2 separate regions of the Mus musculus genome follow, and region 1 is linked to region 2. The links are chromatin contacts, called in public promoter capture Hi-C maps. All regions are on one chromosome and are shown on one strand. The core of a region is the stretch at or near the end of the contact, and the rest is flanking DNA. Distances in the headings are between cores, read along the strand shown. Region 1 overlaps Amdhd1 (amidohydrolase domain containing 1). Region 2 holds the start of Hal (histidine ammonia lyase).

Region 1 (7,387 bases), core at 4,565-7,064, 37 kb after region 2:
GCATAGATGATGCTCTCCTTTCTGCTACCTGCTTAGTTCAAGAAAGGCCTGGGCTTGTAACAGAACTAATGACATGAAGGAATGTATCGGCAGCTTCCGAGAAAGCATTTTATCTCCTGAGAGCTAGGGAAGTCATCTTTCTCTCCTGCTTGACCGGAGTGAGGCCATATGGAGCTGGGCTTGTTGACTGACAGCCAGACCCAGGCATTGCTGGATGGCCGAGCAGAGGCAGGAAGGGATCTGGGTCATTCTGAGGCTGAGATGCCAATACCAAAGAGGACTTGCTCTGCTTCCAAATTTCCAGTGGTGAGTTGGGAAAAGCTGCGTTGCCCTTCCTTTTCCTTTCCTCCCTCCCTCCCTTGAGATTGAATTTAGGGTCTCATACATTCATACATGGTCTCTACCACTGAGCTATATATCCCCAATTGTCTTTTTAGTTTTTCATACGTAAGGGGGGAATGTGCACTGGTTTGGTACAAAGAGGCGTGAAGACATGTGAGAGTCAGCAAAGGGGCGTGAAGACATGTGAGAGTCAGGCAATCAAGTCCTTTGCTGACACCGCACAACAGGAGATGCTAGGGTAGGAAATAAAACCACAGAATGAAGAGAATTCTTCCCTTGTATAGACTTAATCGGGAAGAGGTCTCGGAGTCTAGTATCTTAGACAAAGTCCAGGATAAGTTATAAGGTGTGCTGGTCCTTCTACAGGGGCAGCATCCGTGATCTGATCAAGACAGGGATCAGATTGATCATGAACATACTCTAAGCAACTGGAAAACAAGCTTGTACCATCAGGCCTGACTTCTCCTTACTTTTAAAAATTACATACTTTATTTTTTTTTATTTTACATGCTAGGTATTTTGTCTGCATGTCTGTCCATCATGTGCCATGCCTAGTGCTTGTGAAGGCCGGAAGAGTGTATCAGATTCCCTGACAGACAGCTGTCCTTGGAAGAGCAGCCAGCACTCTTAATGGTGGAGCCATCTCTGACACCCCCACCCCCACCCCTTACGCTTGTAAAGTTACATCTAGTCAAGTGTTTGACTCCTGTCATGAGTATCATGCCACCTAGCTAGCACAGTGTGTGGCATGACCCAGGTATCACCTGCAATACCTGCAGTCTGGTATTAAATGATTTTTCCCTCTAGTTGAAGACATACTGTGATAACTACTGAACCAAACAAGTGCAGTATTACTAGGTCATCCAGAAAGGCCTGAGGGAGGTGGCTGGACCGGCCTTTGCTTGTGGGAGTCAAGAGAAGGGAGAAAAAGAAGAAATTCAAGGAACCTACGGTGTCAGAAAATATTCATGTCAGAAAATCACTCCTGTGGTTTCCTGTGTGGCAACTTCTTTTTTTAAAAAATGTTATTTGGCATGAGGCTGGAGCAATGAATGGCTCAGCAGCTAAGACTTGGTGGATGAATTCCTAGACAAGTGGTAACCAAGATCCCCCGAGTCTTTGCCTTTGACAACTTACAGCCCAGGCAGGGAGCCAGGTTAGAAAAACGAATGATCATCATGGGTGGTGATGTGAAGAACCAATCAGAAACCAGGTCATGGAGAGCATAATTCACGATAACTGCACAGTGGGGGAGGGTAGGCTTCAGGTAGTGGTGGGGGTGGGGATGGGGGGTGGGAATGAGATCTCTGAGCTCCTGAGAGTGCCTGAGGAAGGCCAGACTGGCATAGGGTAGTTTCTACCACATGAGTTCTTAGGTGACCCCTGCCCATGATAGCTTCCATAGAACCAACCAAAAACAAAACAAAACAAAACAAAACAAACAAACAAACAAACAAACAAAAACACGCAGCTTCCTGTTTTAGACTCTAAAAATGTAGAGTAACTTCCCATCAGCGCAAAAGACTTCTTGCTAAGATGTGTAACATGGTAAAGGTTTCTCCATCTTGTCTCAGCTGAAGCCATCTTTAGTTTCTATCACCTCCCCAGAAAAGTCCCAGGGGAAAGCACCCAGCCCCGTTCTAGAAACTTGGGGTTGAAATGCTCAGCTAACTGCATGTTCTTGGCTTCTGTTTAACTGCGTGCTTGATTCCCCCCTGCAACAGCCAACCAGGATGTAATTCTCTTATGTTCTTTGTCTCTAAAAACCTTCCCGTAGTATACATTGGAGGCTGCTCTGTGAGAAGCGTTTCTCAGTAGGCAGAGGTTTGCTGGCTTAATACAGATGTTCAGTTCAGACTTTGGTAGTGAAGAGTGGTTTCTGGGTTTTTAACCCCATAAGAGAGGTTGGTATTGCCGCACCTTTCAAATGCTTCTTCTTAGACCAAGAGTTGAACATTCCAGTTTCTGGTAAAAACTAATCTAAATATGAAATTAGTGTGTTTATCAGTGAGTTGTTCTTTTGAGGGAGGAAGATTTTAAGGTTGTCTGGCATTGTCTTTATTTCTAGTGTCCATTTTGGCCTTAATAGGATCACAAATCCTCCAAAGGCAATGCCCAGCTTAGAACTAGAACTTCAGAAGAAAGGGTGTTACCTCTGCACTTTCCAGACAGATTAAAGAAAAATCATGATGAGGTCTTCGTGTGTGTCTTTCTTTTCCGAACATATTAGCTTGCCCACCCTGTATGGCACCTGGCCCACACAGTCTCACCTCAGAAGGGTGATACCGCCTCCCAAAGGGTGGAAACTTCTTGACAGGCAACTTCTTGGCAGGCAAAGAGATGAAACTGAATTGAACTAAGACGTCCGATATGCCCATGTTCCTTTTCCCTCTCCTTTCTGATTTTTTAAATTTTATTTTGCTATGTTTGAGACAGGGCCTCAATAAGTAGCCCAGGCTACCAGCCTGGGACTCAATCCTTCTGTCTCCACCTCCCCAGTGCTAGAATTTCAGGTGTCTATCACCACCCCAGCTCATGTGGTGGAGGGTTGTCTTTGAAAGGGACTAAGGCACTTGGCTGTGGTGGCACACACCTTTGATTTCAGCACTTAGGAGGCAGAGGCAAGTGGATCTCTGTGAGTTCGAGGCTACCCTTGTCTACAAAGCTTGTTTCAGGACAGAGAAATCCTATCTTAAAGAACCAAAGAGAGACAGATTGAAACAGAGAGAGACACACAGGCGGATTACGAGAGAGTCAGAAAGAGAGACAGAGAGAAAGACAGAGAGACATAGAGACAGAGAGATAGAGAGAAAGAGACCCAGAGACACAGAGAGACATAGAGAGACAGAAGGCATTTCTCCTGAGATTGTGGATAGTCCTTTAAAGCCCTGCATTTTAAAAAGCCTGGATTTAACCATACCTAGTCTATCTGTCTTCTGTGTGGGGGTGTCGTAGCTCACTCACCCACCATTCCCTCTATTGCAGTCTGCCTTGAGTTGACACAGCACAAAGGGTTGGACAGGGGCTCCCCAGAGGTCGTACCATGCTGTTTGGAACTTAACCAGACACAACTGGGAGTTAAGTAAACTTCTTCACTCCGCAAGCAGCGTGACCTCCAGTATTGCAGCAGCAACACCCAATTCATGCAGGATCTTGACTTGATTTACACCGAACCCAACGCGCCTCGTAATCCGGCCCTGCCAGCCTGGATTTGATGATTGTTTGGCAACTAACATTGATTTGTGGCGTCACTAATTTGTATTAGCATTGCAAATTTCACTGAAATAGTTTACAAGTTTTCAAGGGGGTGTGGCTTTAGAAATACAAGTTTGCCTAAATAGTCATTCACTCTGCAGATAATTTTGTGATCCGTTCTTTGAACATTTCCAAAAACTCCCTAGACAAAACAACTGATCCATGTCCGGGGTTGTCAGGCAACAATGGTAATAACAGCAAATATTTATGGAGAACTATAAAACCCATGACTTTGTGATACGAAAAAAAAATTAACGTAAAGATTTCTGTTTTAACACAACCTCATTGTCATTGACTAAAGCGTGTCTGTGGAGGAGAGTTTCCATATCTGTGCAAGATATCAGGTCTTGAACTCTGTGGTAAAGCTTTATTACAAGGGCTGATACGATGTTAAAAATGGGAGGCCATCTCTGCCCCCCACGTTTGTCCCCAGACAAACCGTGGGGAGCAAAGACTCTGCCTGCTTCTTAGGAAATGGTACCCTTGGTCTCACTGGGGCATAACATTTGCAGAAACAAAACAGATCTCTCAAGCCAAGGTTGTTTCTCCCACAAGGGAATTTCTGAGCTATCTGAAATTCATCTCATATATTCAATTCACATTCATAGCATATTCATCTCAGAATGTCTGCAGCCAGTCTTTGAAAAACAACTCTACATTTCATCCCAGGTTTACCTATTTACACTTCCAGATAGCCATACATGTTCACTTCAAACAGGTCCATCCCTTGGGGTTTCCGGTGAATAGTAAAACCCTGACATCTGGTTAGGCTTAAGTGACACCGTTCTGTAAGCCACGGAAGGGCTTTAACTTACATGGCGTTATTTGATACAAAGCATCAAATCTTTCCTTGAAGAGCTGTCATTTTTTAAAAAATATTTTTTATCTTATTACATTGATTTATGTGGAGGTGAGGAGGGGTCTGGTACATAGCAGGTGAGTACGTGGAGGTCAGAGGGTAACTCTTAGACATTCTCTCCTCCCACCCTCATGAGCTCCAGGATCGAACTCAGGGTTTGGTGACAAGAGACTTATCGCACTGAGGCATCTTATTGGTTCAAAGATATCACTTCTTGTAGATGACTTTTCCTTTAGTTATAACATAATCAATTAATTCATGATGGCCTCCAAACTGGTAAATCAAATGTTCCCATCTAGAAAGAAAGAAAGTAGGAAATCGTTGCTTCAGTGCACATAAATCAAAAGCATCACCGTGTCAGTTAATACGAATTTAAAGGTGGTGACGCACGCCTGTAATCCCAGCACTCGGGAGGCAGAGGCAGGCGGATTTCTGAGTTCGAGGCCAGCCTGGTCTACAGAGTGAGTTCCAGGACAGCCAGGGCTACACAGAGAAACTCTGTCTCAAAAAACAAAAACAAAACAAAACAAAACAAAAAACCCAAACAAACAAACAAACAAAAAACCTAACTTAAAGTGAATTCAGTGTGCGTGTGTGTGTGTGTGTGTGTGTGTGTGTGTGTGTGTGTGTGTGTGTGTGTGTGTATACATACATATGAGTGGTGTATGCCTGCTCACTTGTGTAAGTGCACACGGAAGTCAGTCCTCCACATTGGTGTCTTCCTGATTACTATCCACCTTATTTTTTTGAGGCAGCTCTGTAACTGAACCTGGAGTCCCTCTATTTCACTAGACTGGCTGGTCAGCAAACCCTAGGCATTCCCCTGTCTCTGTTTCCCCAGTGCTCAGAGCACGGGCCCATCCTGCTAAGCCTGGCTTTTTACGTGGGCACTGATGCTCAACTTCGGGTCCCCTTGTTTGTGCAGCAAGTGTTCTATGAGCTGAGCCAGTTCTCCAGTCCCTGAACCTTTAAAACCCCATTCATGAGTAGTACATGCACATTATCTTTGATGGATGGAGGAGATGCTTCGAGAAGGACTGAAATGAAGGAGCTGGTCTCCGCTGTTGAACGTGGGGTCCAGTGGCTATTATGGGCTTATGAGGGTCAAAGGGATAGAACATCTCCAACATTTAGATTTAGACACTAGGCCCAAGCTTGTGGCACTGGAGGCCCAAGTTATAGCAGACCACAAGTGAGTATTAAGAACTCAGGAATAGGAGAGCTGAATAGAGGCTTTGAGAGTCCTTTGATTCCATGAGTCAGAGAACGAATAAATCAGAGCCAGGTGATAAACAGGGCTGTAAACAAGCAAGAGGTCAGGAGGCAAGCATGAAAGCAAACACACAGGCTCAGGGACAAGTCCCAAGTCCAGGAAAACAGCAGGAATTGGAGGCCCAGGAAAAAGGCAAGGCAGAGAAAGGGATTTGGAGACTGGCTTTACTACAAAGATGAGGATATCAAGGGAGACCTTCTGGTTGGAAAGGGGTAAAGATAGAGGGGGTCCAGTGGTGTGGAGTCTACACAGAGCCTGATACTTACTAAGTACAAGTAGGAAGACATCTACAACTTGTCTACATGGGCATCGAATAAGACAGCTAATCGTTGCTATGGTTACCAGTCGCTGGGGAGGACACGCACCTGGATGCATTGATGATGATGGCGTCCCCCTGCTTGCCAACTTCCAAAGATCCGTGGGTGTGAGATTTTCCCAGCGCATAAGCCGCGTTGATGGTGGCAGCGGCCAAGGCCTCCGGCATGGACATTCTCATGTTCACACAGGCCAGGTGCATGACCATCGGCTAAGGCAAGGAGAGACAGCACTGGAGAGCAGCAGAGTAGCAGCAACTGCTATCTAGGAAGCCTCTCCACACAGCACAAGCAGGACAATTGAATGCGTGTCTGGAAGGAATGGCTCAGGGATAATCTGGGCTCAGATGTAAAAGGCCCCAGATTTTACTCTACTCCCCACCCCCCAAAAACGATGTATGGGCTAGAGAGATGGCTTTTCAGTTAAGAGCACTGACTGCTCTTCCGAAGGTCTTAAGTTCAAATCCCAGCAACCACATGGTGGCTCACAACCATCCGTAATGAGATCTGATGCCCTCTTCTGGGGTGTCTGAAGATAGCTACTGTGTACTTACATATAATAAATAAATAAATCTTTTAAAAAATATATAATATATACAATATATTATAAACATACCATAAAATGTTTATTATATGCAATATATTATATATTATATTACATATTATATTGTGTGCATGTGTATTTATAGATATTTATAATATATTACTTATACATATGTAATATATTACATATATTTTATTACATTATATACTACACACATATCTGTAATAAATATATATGTGTATTGCCAAGTTGTTATTGGAAAATGCAATTTACACATAAGATTCTTAAACTTTGGGGGAAATTCCTTTATTATTTAATAATACTGTGTGTTTAATATTTACTTAAATAATATTATACAGTTTTTTAAGACCCTATGCTATGTGAGAAGCTTATCTCCATCCTTACTCACTAAAGTCTCACTGAGTTTCTGCTATGCCCCAGAGAAGGAAAATGGTTTATCACAAACCCTTAAGTCTCAAAAAATAGAGATTTATCTCTTCATAACTGGATGAATTTGTGTGTGCAGAAAAATTCAATTATACCACCAACTAAACCCTTTCCCTCTTTCTTCTCAAGGAAATATTTTTATATTTTAAAATACATTTTCACACCGGGCGGTGGTGGCACATGTCTTTAATCCCAGCACTCGGGAGGCAGAGGCAGGCAGATTTCTGAATCCGAGGCCAGCCTGGTCTACAGAGTGAGTTCCAGGATAGCCAGGGCTACACAAAGAAACCCTGTCTCAAAACAAACAAACAAACAAACAAAAAAGATTCACAACTGATGAAAAAGTTAAACAT
Region 2 (7,334 bases), core at 1,697-4,196:
TGAAGGTGTGTAGCCAATACATGGGATACGTTGGGACATATTACAGCTTCCATGATGAGATATTTGTAGTCTTATAAAGGACATTTAATTGGGGCTGCCTTACAGGTTCAGAGGTTCAGTCCATTATCATCAAGGCAGGAACATGGCAGCTCCAGGCAGGCATGGTGCAGGAGGAGCTGAGAGTTCTCTGTCTTTATCTGAAGGCTGCTAGCAGAATACTGGCTTCCAGGCAGCTAGGATGAAGGTCTTAAAGCCCACACCCACAGTGACACACCTACTCCAACAGGGCCACATCTAATAGTGCTACTCCCTGGGCTGAGCATATGCAAACCACAGCTCCCCAGCCCTGGATCCATCCTGCTGCCCCAGTGGACTTACCCCAGTCTCCTGTTCTTCACAGATCAGGTGACCACCCTGAGCATCCCAGTGTACCCTCACTCCATTCAGCCTGCCTCACCACCTCCCCAGAGCACACGGCATGTGGAGACCCATTGATTGAATTTGAACCAAATAAAAGACAGGCCTAAGAGAGTACCCTGCAGCTCGGGGCATTTCCACGTGCAACCTGTGGGGGGGGGGGGGCAGGGGGGGCGGGACATTGGCAGTCAGAGCAGAAGGATGTTATTTAAGGGTCACAGAGGGTCTGCAACACGGAGACATCGGTGCTTCTGTCTCGTGTGTTTCTCTTACTCTTAATGTGCACTCTGAACCCAGCTCACCCTGGGTTACACATAGAACGACAATCACAGTTCCAAGTTCTCCACTGAGCCCACTCCTGGTCAAATAAACTCTAGCTAAGGGGAGTGTTGTTTTAGAGTATAAGCTTTGGGTGTGTGTCATCACTGGGTACCCCCTAAAAATGTAAAGATTAAGAACACCCCGAAGATGGTTCCTGTCCAATCCTTGAATCCAGTTGTGTTCTTTGGTGGACTTATCCATGCTACAGCATAATCCCGTTTCCCAGCACATGGCTCTCACTTGCATTTCTTCCCTGGAAAGGTTAGAGGGCGCCAGAGACACACCCTGCTACTGGTTTTCCTAGGACCAAGGATGCATTCTCACTGGCTCAAGTTCAGCTAATTCACATGCACTGAGTTGTCTCTGTGTCAGATCAAGTGCACAGGATCACCCGAGGAACTAAAAGAACAGAAGTGTATAAATGGTGAAAAAGATGGGCATGCTAACATAGCCTGGCAAAGAATTCCACCGAACCCAGATTAAGGGTGACTTACACATAAGGTGAACAGAGACAACAGCTCTGGAGTTATCTGACACGCAAAGGAGACCAGAGAGTGTGAAGAGAAAAAAAATGAGAAGTCAGCCACATGATATTTGAGGTTTGTGTAGAATCTTCACATGGCTAGGAGGAACTGATTGCCCGGTACTGATATCATGGAATCACTCAAAAGCTGGGTCTACCTGGGATGTCAGCAAGAGCACCCGATAGTTTGGGTGACCTTTCAACCTGAGGGGTAGTGGGACATCTCAGCCTTGGCGCATCTGTTCATCTCCAGACATCAACATCTGAACAGGTATTCAGACAGGACTTGGTGGTGAATGAATGAATAAATGAAGGTGGTTCACATCTGAGGGCCACAGTTTTCCCAGAGTTGTAAAAGATGAAGCCCGTATCTGGGAATGAGCTGCAAGTTGAGGAGAGAGGGAAGACTTGGAGCGTTCCCTCTGGGGGGGGCATGAGTCAAAGGGTGGTGCCATCACCCCCACGGTCATAGGACTTGTTACATCAGTCTGCTGGGGTAAGCAGGTGACAGTCCAGAGTAAGGACTCAGGGTATGGGTTTCATCCCAAATTACACACATAATAGATTCTGGCTTCCCAAGGACCTTGAAGCTGTTTAAGCATAGCCACATAAGCAACTAGGATAGCTTCCTAAGCGGTGGGGTTCAGGAGGAGAAGAAAGGGTTAACCGGAGGTCAGGTCCGTGGGCAGAGATGAGCTAAGTAAGGTGGAAGGCCATGTCCTGGAGGTGGAATACTGAACTGAAGCTAACTTCTGTCTTGATAGCAAATCGAGATGTTGCCAAATTGCAGGGCACAGTCGGGGTGTGGTTGTCTGATGAATACATTTCGATAGACTGATGGTAAGACACTGGATGTGGATCTGGGTGTCTATCTACAGAGCAACTGTTCTAATGAAGTAGAAGGCAGGTCAGGGTTTCTGATTATTCAATCAAATTTCTCAGAACTGACATACTACTAAAGCGCACACAATTCTTTGAATCTCTTGGGCTATCAGTGTTCCTTAACACAGGTGGGGCAAAATTAGGTGGGGGGGGGTGCAGGGGAAGCGGTTTGGGGCAGGGAAGAAGCTTAGCTGAACTAGGGATATCCAGGGGGCAAAGATAAGGAATATTCACACACACACACACACACTCTTGAGGGCATGTGGAGTGTTAAAGTCCAAGTCCTGGTGAGAGTAATTGGGAGTCTCCCCATCCAGCAGGCACGGACCTCAGGGTTGACACACACTAATTGACTTTGTCCTTCCAGCTGCCCGTGGGGATATTCGTTTCATAGACGAGTAAAGCTGAATCCCAGGGGACTCAAATGACTGCGAGTCACACAGCCAGGATTTATCCCAGGTAGATGCCGCGAATCACGGCATTAGAGAATTTGCCTTTGGCTTAGGAAACGGGAAGATCACTCACTCACCCCAGGGTAGTGAGCTGAGGGCCTCCAAGCTACGGTGATTCATGTGTCTAAACACAACCTTTTCAGAACTGCTTTCTTTGATGGAGCAATGGCTTTGGTAGCACTGGGCACTGGCAGGGAGGCGTTGCTCAACGCGTGTTTGTGGAATAAATAAATGAATGGGGATTGCTACACTCTGGGTGTCACAATTGACCGAGAGGATGCGTTTTACCAATTGAGTAATTCCCTAAAGAGGGGAACATGGTGTTTATAAGCAGCTTTCAAGGCAGACTCAGAAAGGGAGAGAGAGAACGGGGAACCCTGGTCAGAAGGACTTCCAGGGTCAGAGAACTACAAGGTTACATTAAAAGTGGGCTCAGCTACCCATATCCCTGTCTCCTGCACCTAGTTCAGCATCCAGAAAGGCCAAAGGAACACCAGAGACCGCAATCAATATTTGTTTAAAGTGTGAATGGCTAAAGGCAAGGGAAGGGGTGTGTTCTGAAAGTCCACTCTCAGTCTCACTGCCAACCACACCCCAGCAGACACTCCCCTCCCTGGTAAAGGATAAAGGCTCTCCCCAGTCGAGGACTGTAGGAAAGGAGCCAGCCCTTGGTTACAGTGGCCTGCTGCTCAGAAGGGCTATAGCATCTGAGCCATGCCTAGGTACACAGTGCACGTGCGTGGGGAATGGCTGGCGGTGCCCTGTCAGGATGGGAAGCTCACTGTTGGCTGGCTGGGCCGTGAGGCTGTGCGACGCTACATGAAGAACAAACCGGACAATGGTGGCTTCACTTCGGTGGATGAAGTGCAATTCCTTGTGCATCGGTGCAAGGGCCTGGGCCTGCTGGACAATGAGGACGAGCTGGAGGTGGCCTTAGAGGACAATGAGTTCGTAGAAGTGGGTGAGTGGCCCTCAGGGGAACAGAGCCTTGGCATGTCCTGGAGGAAGTCACCCCCGTGTCAGGGAACACGGCAAGAAAAAAAGACTTGAGTACTTGCCCTGGGGGAGCCTCAAGCCTTGCTTTATCATCCACCTCCCCCTGCCCCCAGCCTGCAATAGATGGAGAGAGGCAGGCCACAGTGACAGTCTGGACTTGAACCCAAGGCTGCAGGTTAGAGTCCCTTGCAATGACAGAATCCTTCTGTAAGGGACTGCCAGAGTAGAAACAGAAGCAGGCTAGAACCAATCTTCCACGTACATCCCCCTGCTACCTTTCTGCTTTTTGCTTTCCTGTGTAAAGACGCTAAGACCGTGTGAAAATGTAGGATGTCACGGTCCAGCAGCCGTTGCTATGAAACACAAGCTCAGTGCATGGAGGGGTCATTCCTGGGTCTGACACCTGCCCTGATGTGACACCCTGTGACCTGCTAGGCCCCTCTCTCCCCTTCTTGTTTCAGTGATTGAAGGTGATGTGATGTCTCCTGATTTCATTCCGTCGCAGCCAGAAGGAGTTTTCCTGTATCCTTTGTGCATCCCCTTTGGTCAGCCCTGCGGTGGCTGGTCCTGACACGGTGGGGCTGGGGCTGTTCCACATTGCTAGTCTGCTCCTTTACCTGGCTTTAGATACAGCAAATACCGGGAGCCTGAAAAAGTAAGCTATTTTCCTTTTTGTGGGGAATATAAAACTCTGTCATGTCTGAAATATGCCTCCTTTCACCTACCACTTTAAGAAGGGGAAGGAGGAGGGGGAGAAGAGGACAAGGAAGAAGAGGAGAAGGAAGAGGAGGAGGGGGGAGGAGGGAGGGGGAGGAAGAGGAGGGGAGGAGGGAGAGGAGGGGGAAGAGGGGGAGGGGGAGAAGGAAGGGAAGGAGGAGAAGGAAGAGGAGGAGGAGGAAGAGGGAAGAGGAAGAGAAGGAAGAGGAGGAGGAAGAGGAGGAGGGGAAGTAGGAGGAAGAGGAAGGGGAGTAGGAGGAAGAGGAGGAGGAGGAAGAGGAGGAGGAAGAAGAGGAGGAGGGGAGGAAGAGAAGGAGGAGGGGGAGGAGGAGGAGGAGGAGGAAGAGGAGGGGGAAGAAGAGGAAGAGGAGGGGGAGGGTATATCTGGGTGAGCACTATACTAAAAGACAGGTTTCATCCAGCTCAGAGTATACTATGGGGAGCCTGGCCCCTGTTTTTCTGATTTTTCTTGCCCAGTGTTCCCGTAAGCCAGCCCTGTTCTTAATTAGCACATCAATGCCTCAGAACGGTAGTAAACTATCTTTGGGGTCAGGCAGAATCCAAGGCTACTCCTTCAAAGCCCCTCCCACTCACTGAACCTCACCCTTCTTGTTCAGTACATTGCCCTAGATGGGGACAGTCTGAGCACAGAGGATCTGGTCAACCTGGGCAAGGGACGTTACAAGATAAAGGTACGTGAGGGAGGACAGGAAGGACAGTGTCCTTCCGTCCCCATTGGACATGGAAGGCTTTCGTATGCTCACTCCTGGCCAATGCTCTCCTAGCTCACTTCAATTGCTGAGAAGAAAGTGCAGCAGTCCCGGGAGGTCATCGACAGCATCATCAAAGAAAGAACAGGTATCCTTTTCTCTCTCGGGGTGTCCCAACATTAGTTTACGGGCAAATGTAGGAAGAGAACCCCTGTGGCATCTAATCAAAGTGTCTGTTTCTTTCTTTTTTGTACTCCAGTTGTTTATGGCATCACCACAGGTTTTGGAAAATTTGCTAGAACTGTAATCCCTGCCAATAAGCTACAGTAAGTCTCCCATGAAGGCGCCACAACCCCACCTGCCCCAACTTGGAGATTTTGTTCCCATGAAGATCATTCACATTTTCTTTTTAAAGCACACTGACATTTGTTGAGAGCTCACTTCAGACCGGTAGTTCTCAACCTTCTCAATGCTTCGACCCTTTAATATAGTTCCTCCAGGATGTTGTGATGACTCCCCGCTCCCACCCCCAACATTATTTTCATTGCCACTTCGTAATGGTAATTTGGCTACAGTTACGAATTGTAGTAAATCTCTGATATGCAGGATATCCTGATATGTGAGCCCCAAAGGGGTTGGGACCCACAGGTTGAGAACCCCTGCTTTTGATCAAGCCATGGGCAGCAAATTCTCACACAACCCTGGGAGACAGTCAAGCGTCTCATGTTCCTATATGGGCAGTGTAAGGTTCCTGTTGACTTGTACCCAACTCATCATGAGAGAACGAGACCTACTGTGTGTCCTTTCCCTGCATGCAGCAACTCATCTAAAGTCTTCCCTGTTGTTCCCTTTATACTCCCAGCTGAGAAAGCATGCCCCCCTCTCACACACACACACACACACACACACACACACACACACACACACACACACACAGGTGTCTAAGAGGGTTCTCATCCTTCTCTTCCAGGGAGCTTCAAGTCAACTTAGTCCGTTCCCATTCTTCAGGTAAATTCTTCCTAGTATCGGGTGCCTCCCAAACCACGTAGCTCACGTGATTGACTAGCATCATGTAAGTCCCATGCTACAAGTCCCATCAGCTGGCGTGCTCCAAATGCATTCCAAGGGCTGGATGCTCGGGACCCAGGAGTGTGAGGGAGACATCAGGCCAGACCAGTTTTCTGCTGCAGCTTAGAAAACAGAAAGAGCCCCTTGGAAAGATGGGGTCCCAGCCTAGGAAGAGACCACTGCACTTAGGGGAGAAAAGGGAACGCTAATATTGGGGTCATGAGCTAGACAGGATGAACCCTGGGCCCATGACATGGAAGGAGCTTGCGCCAAGGTCTCTCTGAAGTATTCCGAAGCTATTTAGGCAGGTGAGGTTCCCTGAAGGATGCTAAGGAGCAATCTGAGGAGAGCCTGGGCCTCTAGCTTGGTCCAGACAAGGCTTTGAGAAGCAAGACTGGCAACAGGGAGCACCATCCACCCAGCTTCAGAAAGCCAGGGGGAGATTGGCAAACTAGGAAAAGATCTGAAAGATGGGGGCAAAGGGGCAGGCAGGAGGTGGAGAAGGATTTTTTTTTCTCAAAGAAAATGGCAATTCTGCTTTGTAGGTGTTGGGAAACCACTCAGTCCTGAGAGGTGTCGGATGCTCTTGGCTTTGAGGATCAACGTCTTAGCCAAAGGTTACAGTGGGATTTCCTTGGAGACGCTGAAACAAGTTATTGAAGCATTTAATGGTAAGGCAACGTGTCCTTAGTCTGGCCTTTCAGAGAGATGGTGGCTACACACCACAAAGGTAGACTTGGATGGCTAGATGCTGAGATTAAAAAGAAAATAATCAAAATGAGTGTAAAACTGATTTGGCAAGAAGGAGACCTGGTTGGCAATTGGGTAGCAAGAATTGGGAGCTTTAATTGTTCCCATAAAGGACGGCTATCTTGTAGCTTTGATCTAACATTTAAGATAAGCATTCACCCTAACATTATGCCTTTTAAGCTCTATACAGAGCTTTCTATTCAGTGGTACCCATATACGATCAAGGATTCACCAAGTCATCCAGGAACATAATTCCTGGATGATGTCCATCCCCAAGACAATGGTTCCAGTTGGCACCCAGGGAACCTGAAGTCTTAAAGTTCCCTGGATGGTGGACAAGTTGCACCAACACACAGAAATCTAACTCTGTAAAAAGGTAGGGTCAGAAATGTGACAAGGTTAATAATTGACCTAGTCATGAAGCCATTGTGGAATAAGACACGATGCAACTAAACTCAGTGCTTAAAGGGGGAGACCAGGTTCTCAAGGCTCAGGAAG

Evidence for each region. Promoter capture Hi-C pulls out the DNA fragments that hold promoters and counts their contacts.
Region 1: a promoter capture Hi-C map of liver shows a contact between it and region 2, with 3 times the contacts expected there. The contact joins the enhancer-like site here to the promoter of Hal in region 2. A contact is called at or near these places in 11 of 39 promoter capture datasets (the 3T3-L1 cell line, the C10 cell line, the HPC-7 cell line and 5 more), 1 of 15 datasets of contacts at CTCF or cohesin (CD8 T cells), 16 of 484 Hi-C or Micro-C datasets (the C10 cell line, CD4 T cells, the HL-1 cell line and 9 more), 7 of 115 datasets of contacts at active chromatin or transcription factors (bone marrow-derived macrophages, embryonic basal ganglia, embryonic stem cells and 2 more) and 3 of 9 other capture datasets (adipose tissue, liver and pancreatic islet).

What each region holds. Positions count from the first base shown.
Region 1 is chr10:93,519,752-93,527,138 of GRCm38.p6, forward strand. It overlaps Amdhd1 (amidohydrolase domain containing 1), which reads right to left. Exons shown (of 9, transcript NM_027908.1): 8 at 6,095-6,255; 9 at 3,587-4,751. The coding sequence ends at 4,664. Among named protein-coding and RNA genes, the nearest start is that of Amdhd1, 17 kb to the right of the region's middle. Within about 2 kb of position 5,815, at least 5 of the 459 cell types and tissues checked have an H3K27ac peak or open chromatin away from gene starts, as enhancers often do. A contact at or near this core is called in hepatocytes and liver, where this site is marked.
Region 2 is chr10:93,485,822-93,493,155 of GRCm38.p6, forward strand. It overlaps Hal (histidine ammonia lyase), which reads left to right and starts at 2,947. Exons shown (of 20, transcript NM_010401.4): 1 at 2,947-3,556; 2 at 4,053-4,113; 3 at 4,219-4,246; 4 at 4,926-5,000; 5 at 5,094-5,166; 6 at 5,278-5,344; 7 at 5,989-6,026; 8 at 6,632-6,757. The coding sequence starts at 3,310.